Regions from separate parts of the Mus musculus genome. Here region 1 is linked to region 2. The links are chromatin contacts, called in public Hi-C maps. All regions are on one chromosome and are shown on one strand. The core of a region is the stretch at or near the end of the contact, and the rest is flanking DNA. Distances in the headings are between cores, read along the strand shown.

Region 1 (4,557 bases), core at 599-3,098, 82 kb before region 2:
CTAGTGACATTATTCCTTACCTGTTTGAAGGAGAGCCAGTTTTATTTTTATTTGGGGACTGAACCATACATGCTAGGCAAGTGCCTTACCAGCCCTCTTTTTTTTTTTTTTTATCATTTTTGAGACCTGGTGTCCCTAAATTGCCCAGGCTGGTCTTTAATTCACCTGGAATTCCAGACAGGCTTTGAACCTACAGTCTTCCTGCCTCAGCCTTTAGAGTACCAAAGATTTCAGGCCTATATCCCCAAGCCCAGCTCAAACCAATATTTGAATCTATATCTTTGAATATAAGCCCAATTTTCTTTCTACCACATGACTTGGCCCTTTTGTAAACATGTTATATAGGGGGAGGGATGTATAGTGCTTGCCTGTAATCCTAGCACTTGGGAGGTAGGTTTCCTTGTCACTGTCCTGGATCCTTTGATGGCTAGACTGAGGTACAGGTGGTGCTGTCCCTGTCTCTATCATCCCCTCTCTGCTGAGCCAACTGCTTCTCCCAGCCACAGACTCTAATGGATAATATCAATTTCTTCACCGGCTAGAAACTATTCACTGCATCTCTGGATTTAAGTCATTGATATTCCAAGAGTAATCTTTTAGCCCTTTCTCAAGTGAGGTTTAAAACAAGGATAGAAATGAATTGACACTCACTTACTCTCCTACCATGTTAATGTCTTCTAAAATGAGATGTAAATGGCTTTGCATTCTTCTGATTCCTTCCACAGCATTTTCTTTCTTGCTACTAAAATCTCTGTAATTTCTGAAAGGCAATTGTGTGAAAACACAGGTATTTCTTGGAATATCGTGGATGAGTGTGCTGTTAGCATTGAAAATTTGCCCTGACGTTGTTTATAACTGTTGTGTTGCAGTTAGAAAAAAATGAAAGTGATGAAATATTTCTCTTTGACTATATCCACCAAAATCTAGGTTTAATGCTTGCAATCAGTATAGGGCCAGCTTAATGTACATACTGCAAGTCCCAGGGTAACCAGGGGTAAAAACTATTACCTAAACATAAATAAAAAAATGTCCACAAATCACTAGGAAAAATTGTCACTTTCTTTATTAAACACATTTAAAATCTCAGCTAACTTCATCTTTACTTTTATTTTTGTGTATTTATGCAATTAAGGCTGCATCTCCAACAGAAAACAGTTTTTTCTTAAAGCCTCTTAATAAGTTGCTTTTTGCTACTCTGTGTTCTAGGTTTTTTTTTTTTTAAGCTATTTGTTCTCTTTAAATTTTACCATTTTCCCCTAGTGCTTGTAAGCCAGAATATTTTTCAAGGATGACAGACCATTTATTGTCATGCCACAGTTTCTCCATAAGATGGTGCTCTGAGCATGCATGATCTATAGCTTTTTTTTTTTTCCTTGCTTGCTTTTTCTTTTTCTTTTATTTTTTCTTTCTCTTTTTCTTTTTTCTTTTTCTTTTTTCTCCCAGCCACAATCAGGCAGCAATTGAATGTAAACTTTTGTGAAATCAAATCCTTTTAGCCAGGAGTCAGTCCTTCTGAGATTTGTTCACAAACCCTTACCACCATTCTAATGCCTAGGGCAAGAAGGAAAGTGAAGTCTCTAGCAAGCCCCTTGCCCTAAATCAGAACCAGCAGGGTTAGGAATGCACGGGATATGTTTGAGGGACCTCTAAAGAAAAGAGTTTTATTCTGAGTATGAAACTTGTAGTATTCGCGGTTTGAAAAGTCCCTTGCTGAGTCTGTTTCTTCACGTACATGGCAAGGGGGTTGGACCCGCTGGTCTGTGAAGGCACTTCCATCTCCAGCGTTCTCCATTTGCATCTGCTGATTGCCTCAGCCAGTGCAGATTTAGGAAGAAAAGCTCGCCCATTTTACGCTTGTTTGACTCTATTCCTCTTTTACAAGTGCTCTCTTTGCTTCAACTGTCCCAGGACAAGCATGCCCAGATGTCCTGTTTTAATTAGGTTCCTTTTCTCTTTAAGGCTTTTACACAGGTTTCCTCCCCCCCCCCCTTCCCCTCCAGGCCTTAACCAATCTGCCTGAAAGGGAGAAACATTCTCCTTTTCAGTGCACAAATAGGGTTTTCTTAGTATCACGGCAGTCATTTTTGTGCTGAATAGATCCAAACAGGAGGGGGGGGGGATACTGCACGAAGTGCTTAAAGGTAACACCTCTAACATCATGCTAAATATATACAGCCAAGAAAGCACCCTGTTTCGGTGGAGGTGGGCATTTCTATTCTTTTATTGCCAGAAGCATATTAAAACTTCTGGGAAGAGGCAGTTGTGAAAGGAGGAGGACAATTAATCAAGCCACAGAAAAGTATTGCTAACCAGATAACGCACCATGAAAATCCCCCGAGGCTAATGAGTGTTCCTGTCTCTGGCATCCCCTAAGAATTGAGTGGGGCAGATGAATTGGGGCTATGATGGCTCAACCTCATTCAAAGACTATCATGAACTGCAGGCATCAGCAGCACTGCGGAGACCCATGGAAGTGAAATGCTGAATGAATTCATTAACTGCAAACTCCAGAGACATCCCTAGCTGATTCCCTTTGGGCTTTGACCCTCAGAGTACACATGTCCCATGAAATACCCTGAGAACACACCATCTGTGTCCCTTTGCTATTGCAGGGAGGCACATGTGCTTAAAGTAAACACAGTCAATTTTTTTTAAGTTATTGAACAAAAGAAATGATGGAGTGAAGTAATGGATAGATTAAACTGGCTTTAGAAATCGTTCACTAGATATACACATATCTGAGCATCACAGTGTACATGATAAATACATTCAAATTTTGTCAATCATGGTTACAAACGCTGAAAAAAACTGAAGTTAACTGTGATGTGCAATTCCATTTATTTTTTTTTTAAATCTAATAGTTACATAGGTTTAGAAAGCTCACAGGAGGGACTGAGGATGTGACACAATAGCAAAGGACTTCTCCAGTATGAGCAAGGCCCTAGGTTCAGTTGTCAGCACCACACAGAGAAACAAAAATCCATGGTATAAAATACAGAAGATAAATCAAGTTGTAAAATACATAAGCAAGTCTTGCCCAGCACTTATTGAAAGTAACAGCTGCCACTACTTTCTTGTTTTCTGTACATATTTGAGCAGTTTTATAACACATGAGAGTACAGGTGTTCTCCTTTTGTAAAAGATGGATCCTAGGACCCCTGGTTGGTTCCTTAAAAGAATGATAGTACTGAACCCCACATGAATAGTCATCTCTCTATGTCCAAGGATTCAATCAAACACAGTTTGGAAACACAATTAGGAGGAGAAGATTGGCAATATAGGTTTGACCTCATGCTTAGCAGGCAGAAGGTCCTAACTTTGATCTTTGATAGGATGAGGGAAAGAAAGGAAATGTTGGTCAGTGGGAGAACCCTTGCCTGATATGCCTGAGGCCCAGCACTGAAAAGAAAACGAACAGACAACTATTACAAAGTTTAGTTTAGAAATTAGACATGAACAGATTAATAATCATATCATAAAACAATTCTAGCTGTGTATTACAGTAAAAGTTTTATGATCTCTCCATCACTCTGAAGTCAATCTGACAACTTAGACTTGTTGAACACAGAAATAATTTATATCCTAGGCATGAATGAGTGGATGGTATAGGTTTTATCATACTTAAAACAAAACTCAATTTAAAACTTATGAATTAATGATTTCTGTAGTTTTTCACTTAATGTTGTCAGTCTATTGCTATTGCTGTGTGCCAGCCAGTGATTCTATAGAAGGGGAAGCTGTAGACAGGTGGAAAAAGCCTATTATAATGTCTGTACAAACCCATTTTTATCACAAATAGACCCACACTGGACATTCTCAACTTGTGAGGTCTTTGTTGTTTTAATGTATCTTGGCCTTTCTTCTCTATCAGTGCATACAGATCTACTATGCTCTTTTAATGTATGCTTCATATTCCATTATGACAGTCATTACTTTTAAAATCTGGTTCAGTGTTTTTTTTTTTTCCCAAGCTAAGGTAGAAAGAAAGGATAGAGAGATAAGATACAGGAAAAGATGTGAGGCAGAAGAGTGTACCGAGTACCTACAGGAGAGTATAAAAACAGAGTATTTAAATAGCGTCACTGAATTTTAGCAACCATGAGCAACAGTTGGATGAGTACATTTGCCTAGTGCTTTGTACAGAAATGAGATAAAGGAGAGCTTTATGTCTAAACCACAAGCCAGCCCTTCCCAACACTTCTGTAACCAGAAACCATGCTTCATTTACTCGAGCTCCTGGAGGATTTAAATAGCACGTGATACAGTGCAACAGTGAACGCTGTTTCAACTGTCAGAACAAAATAAAAGAGAAGAGGGAGCTTTTAGGTGCGCTGCCTTTTTTTTTTTAATTGAGTCACCATGGGATTGTGGAGCAGTGTTGAGCTGGCCATGTTTAGTTCTAATTCATGACTAGAAAATGAGAGATGAGAAAAGAAAGGAGAACTAGAGGAGAGGCAGAGAACCCTCCTACAAGAGAATCACCAAGGGATCAGCTATGAGGTTCATTAGATTTAATATTCATAATAGCTTTAGAATGGGAGTCCAGGACCAAATTGC
Region 2 (4,117 bases), core at 1,575-4,074:
AGGAAAGGAAAGGTAAGGAAAGGAAAGGAAAGGAAAGGAAAGGAAAGGAAAGGAAAGGAAAGGAAAGGAAAAAGATAGTGATAAAAGATACTTAGCATTGACCTCTAGTCTCTATACACACATACACACACACACACACACACACAGAGAGAGAGAGAGAGAGAGAGAGAGAGAGAGAGAGAGAGAGAGAGAGAAAGAGAAAGAGAGAGAGAGAAGTTGAATTCAACAGTGCACTCTCCCTTCTGTCTTGTAGACATAACATTACTTGCTTCCTTGTCCCAAAAGTAGAGTCATGACTCAGTTTCAATTATTACACTAATTTTAAATATACCTGAACTGAACTTTGCATAATTCTCCCCTAAGCCCTATTCTGAAACAGCAGCATATTTCAATTAGCCTTTAACTTTCTCCTTATTCATGACCCTTTCCATCTCTTTGGTCCACGAACTGGGATACAGATAGTATCTCAATTCACTCCCTCTATAATCCTGTGATGAAATATCTTATTGCCATTAGTGTTCAGATTGGCAATCAGAAGCTCAGATTTGAAGGACCGTGGTCATGTAGGTTGTAGGTGACATGTGAGATGCAGTCTTTCTAATTGTCTCTGTTCTCTCAGATTCCTACTGGTAGGTAGTTCTGTGAAATCCTATTTCTAAGTAGCCCCATACAACCAGATTAGCATTTTATCACCATAGACCTGCCCATGTCTAATTCTACCTAAGTCTTACTGTCCCAGAATAAAACTACATCAAAGAATGGAGAATGAGACATGGACATTTACTAATTCATTCTTCAGTTTTTTTTTGTTCCTTTTTCTTTTGGTCCTAGGAATGAAACAAGGGCTTCATATATGCGAGGATAATGCAATGCTGTTTTGCTTTATTTTGGATACAGTACAGAATGAGGCCTAGGCTGTCCTTAAATTCCTTGTGTAGCTGAGGCTGGCCTTGACCTGATATTCTTAAGTACATTTACTTCATACTGGGGTTAGAGACATACAGCACCACACCCAGGTTTCCATTCTTAATCTTGGCAAAACTAAGTAGGAGAACTTAGTACCTCTAAGGAGAATGGGGCCAGTCCTTCTCCTTACTTTAATGTTGCTTGGAAAAATACTCGTGACTCCTTCGCCTTTTATAGTCCACATAAATATTCCAAGCTCCTCAAACATTTTGAAGGCACTGTTTTCATCTTTTTATTCCTCTTAAAGTTGAAACAGAAAGCCTCTATGTGTACGCATCCACATGTTTTAGAACTGTGTGCTTCATGTGCTGTGACTTGAAATCCTTCCATGTCATTTTGATTTAATAAATATTTTCATAATCACCCAAATGGTACAGTTCATGCTTTTGTCATCAAATATAAACTAATGTCCTCAAGGGGGGGGTGGAAAAAATGCAATTGTTCTGGCACTGTGCCAAAAATGGCCCAAAGAAGATACTGGAAGCTTGGCTTCTAACATATCTGCCCTGATAAGTTAGCAAAGGTTCAATGAAAACTACAGAGCTGGTTTTTAATTCCTATTGAAATCACTGCAAGTGCTCCAAGTTTTATCACTCATAATTAACATAAAGAAATTAATGTCTTAAGAGCCTCAATATTGGAAGCCCTATGAGTCCTGAGGATATTTAAAGGGAGATGCAAAGTAAATAGGATGAAATTCTTAAGCAAGATTCCTGATATGACAGCACTAAAGAGCTTAGGAGTGTGAAAAGTGCCTCTTTTCTTCCCTTGAATAAGTCCATTACTTGCACTTGGGCGTATTTTAAGGTCCTTTTCATGCTGAATCTAGACTTGAGCATGCTTTGCATTTCAAGCTTTGTCTATCAATCAGTAGAAGCCAAAGTTATTTCTGCTTTAAAATAACAGGAGCCAGGAACAGCTAATCTCTTTTCATTCTGAGTTCCTTACATTATATTACCAGGACAAAGTTTGTGTTGGCTACAAAACAGGCCATTCACAACATCCAGGAGAAGGAATTTAGGTAAGAATGAAGAGAGATTGTAGGATGTATAAAGACTCCCTCTCCTGAGGCCATTAAGAAATTCCAAATTGGCAAGGTTTTGAATAGTGACATTGCATTAGCCTTGCTAATTTCAGTAATTCAAGCTGATAGTCTCTCTTTAAGGGGGAGGGGATGGGGGGACTCGTCCTTGAAAGCAGCCCATCACCTCTGCACCATTTCTCAGCTAAGGTGAGGTGGTATTTTAAGACACGTGATCAAGAGGGGGGACTATAACCAGCACAAGGAAACCTTAGTCAGAAACTCTTTAGAAAGCAATCTAAGCAGTCTTTTTCTAACCAGGAATGAGTCTACAAGACAGGCAACATTTGTCACTCTGTCAGCTCCTTGCATCTGACCCCTTTGATGATTTCTGTCTGGCTCCTTAATTGTGTTCCTTTCAATAATTGGGAAAAGCAAAGAAAACCTTCCAAGGCTTTCTTTTCATTTTAACTTTAATTAACAGATAATGCATATGTTTACGAGATACATTGTGATGTTTTCATGTATGTTCATAATGTAGAGTGATTGGAATTTTTTTCATAATGGGAGCATATTTGATCTTCATTTTATAAAATGTGCAAGGAAACAGATAGACAAAAATGGTAAAAAAAAAAAAACTCTCAACTAACCGTCATTGTGTGTGCTGGCCAAATGTACAGAGGGTAATCTTCAGAGCCTCACAAGTGAAGAAAGTAGGACAGTGGCCGAGTGTTTGAAAGGGTTTAAGGTTTCATCTGAAGAAGAGCTGTACCCTACTGTGCTTGTAGCCGGATATACCAAACACCAGACACCAGCAAGCCAAACAGACCTTGGAAGTAGTCCCAAGTGCAGCGATAGCAGAAGCCTTGGATGCCAAGGCACCCTGGCAACCCAGGCCTTCTGCACATCCAGCCCAAGGTTGTTGACTTAGCTTTGTTTTTAGTCATGCAGTGATGAAGACCAAAGCACGAGAGCTTTGTCGGAATGCTTTATTAGCCAATAAAGTATAAAAACAGAGGAAACTAGGAAAAAAGGGGGTGGATGTAAAAGAGGGGAGAGAAACATGTGAATATATGAATGGCCTTGGGGACAAAAATATTTCACAAGAAATATTCAGTTAGACCATATAAGTAACATCTTGCTGGGTATGGTGGTGAACATTTGTTAATCCCAACGCTGGGGAAGTTGAGGCAGGAGGATCAGTACAGCCTGGGGCATATATCCAGAGACACTCTTTCAAAGCACTAGGGCCAAAAAATGAACTGTATGCTTGTTAAGGTTTACCAATATTTCCATACCCTGTGCCATTGTTACTTGAGAAGTGAGATGAATTCTTACAAGCAGAGCGGTAAGGGAATTGGCTAGTCTCCCCAGGGTTTCTTCTTAGACCCTCTGCATGCTCTGCTCCCACTCAGATTCCCCGGGCTCTTTGCTCGTGCCTCTCTTGTGGCACTTAACACATTCTAACTCAGAGGACAAGTTATTTTTGGGACTCAAATCATCTGCCTCATAAGAGAGAATTCCAGGAGGCCAAGACTTGAGTTTTCTTCTGCCATAGCACTTGGCACCATGCCCAGCAAATGAAAATCATGCCTGCTCACTGCCGCCTCATCTCACACCTGCTCAAGGGCAGCCTGGGCTACATAAGCGGTGTGGGGGGGGGGAATCAACTGTATGCATTTCTGACTCCTGGTACATAGAGAGCTCTTGAGAATAGACTCTATGAGTTATCTAGTGTCCTCAAGGCCTGTCTGTCTGGTTCCTAGTACATTACTAAGTGTTCCTACCTCTCAAGAAATGTTTAGTGAATTAATTTAATAGACTTAAAATACACCCTTCTGTTCATCTATGGCTGCTACCCTATTTATCCATTTGAAGACATGGTTAATGATCACACATGTAAGCACATGTTTATATGGACTCAGGCAATGGTAACAGGAATGTAGTTCATCTGCACTCTATGTATTCGCATCACTGTTCTCCCTGAGAAACAGAAGTGCTCTGAGTTGGAAATGGGTTTAGGGAGAGAAACTGTGCGGACAAGGAGAAAAAGCAGGACGGTAAAGACGGCAGAGAAAGATTGGTAGGTGAAGAATTCCACCTGTCTGTTGTGAGGGCTCTGAACCTTCT

The links. A called contact is a pair of places that touch in the nucleus more often than the background predicts.
Region 1: a contact with region 2 is called in a Hi-C map of neural progenitor cells, with 2.3 times the contacts expected there. The contact joins two enhancer-like sites. A contact is called at or near these places in 1 of 39 promoter capture datasets (stem cell-derived epiblast-like cells), 9 of 484 Hi-C or Micro-C datasets (cerebellum, embryonic fibroblasts, embryonic stem cells and 4 more), 2 of 115 datasets of contacts at active chromatin or transcription factors (both in embryonic stem cells) and 1 of 9 other capture datasets (embryonic stem cells).

What each region holds. Positions count from the first base shown.
Region 1 is chrX:52,367,367-52,371,923 of GRCm38.p6, reverse strand. All of the region lies in intron 5 of Gpc3 (glypican 3), which reads left to right. Among named protein-coding and RNA genes, the nearest start is that of Mir6384, 8.5 kb to the left of the region's middle. Within about 2 kb of position 1,848, at least 20 of the 459 cell types and tissues checked have an H3K27ac peak or open chromatin away from gene starts, as enhancers often do. A contact at or near this core is called in neural progenitor cells, where this site is marked.
Region 2 is chrX:52,286,863-52,290,979 of GRCm38.p6, reverse strand. All of the region lies in intron 7 of Gpc3 (glypican 3), which reads left to right. Among named protein-coding and RNA genes, the nearest start is that of Mir6384, 89 kb to the left of the region's middle. Within about 2 kb of position 2,824, at least 6 of the 459 cell types and tissues checked have an H3K27ac peak or open chromatin away from gene starts, as enhancers often do. A contact at or near this core is called in neural progenitor cells, where this site is marked.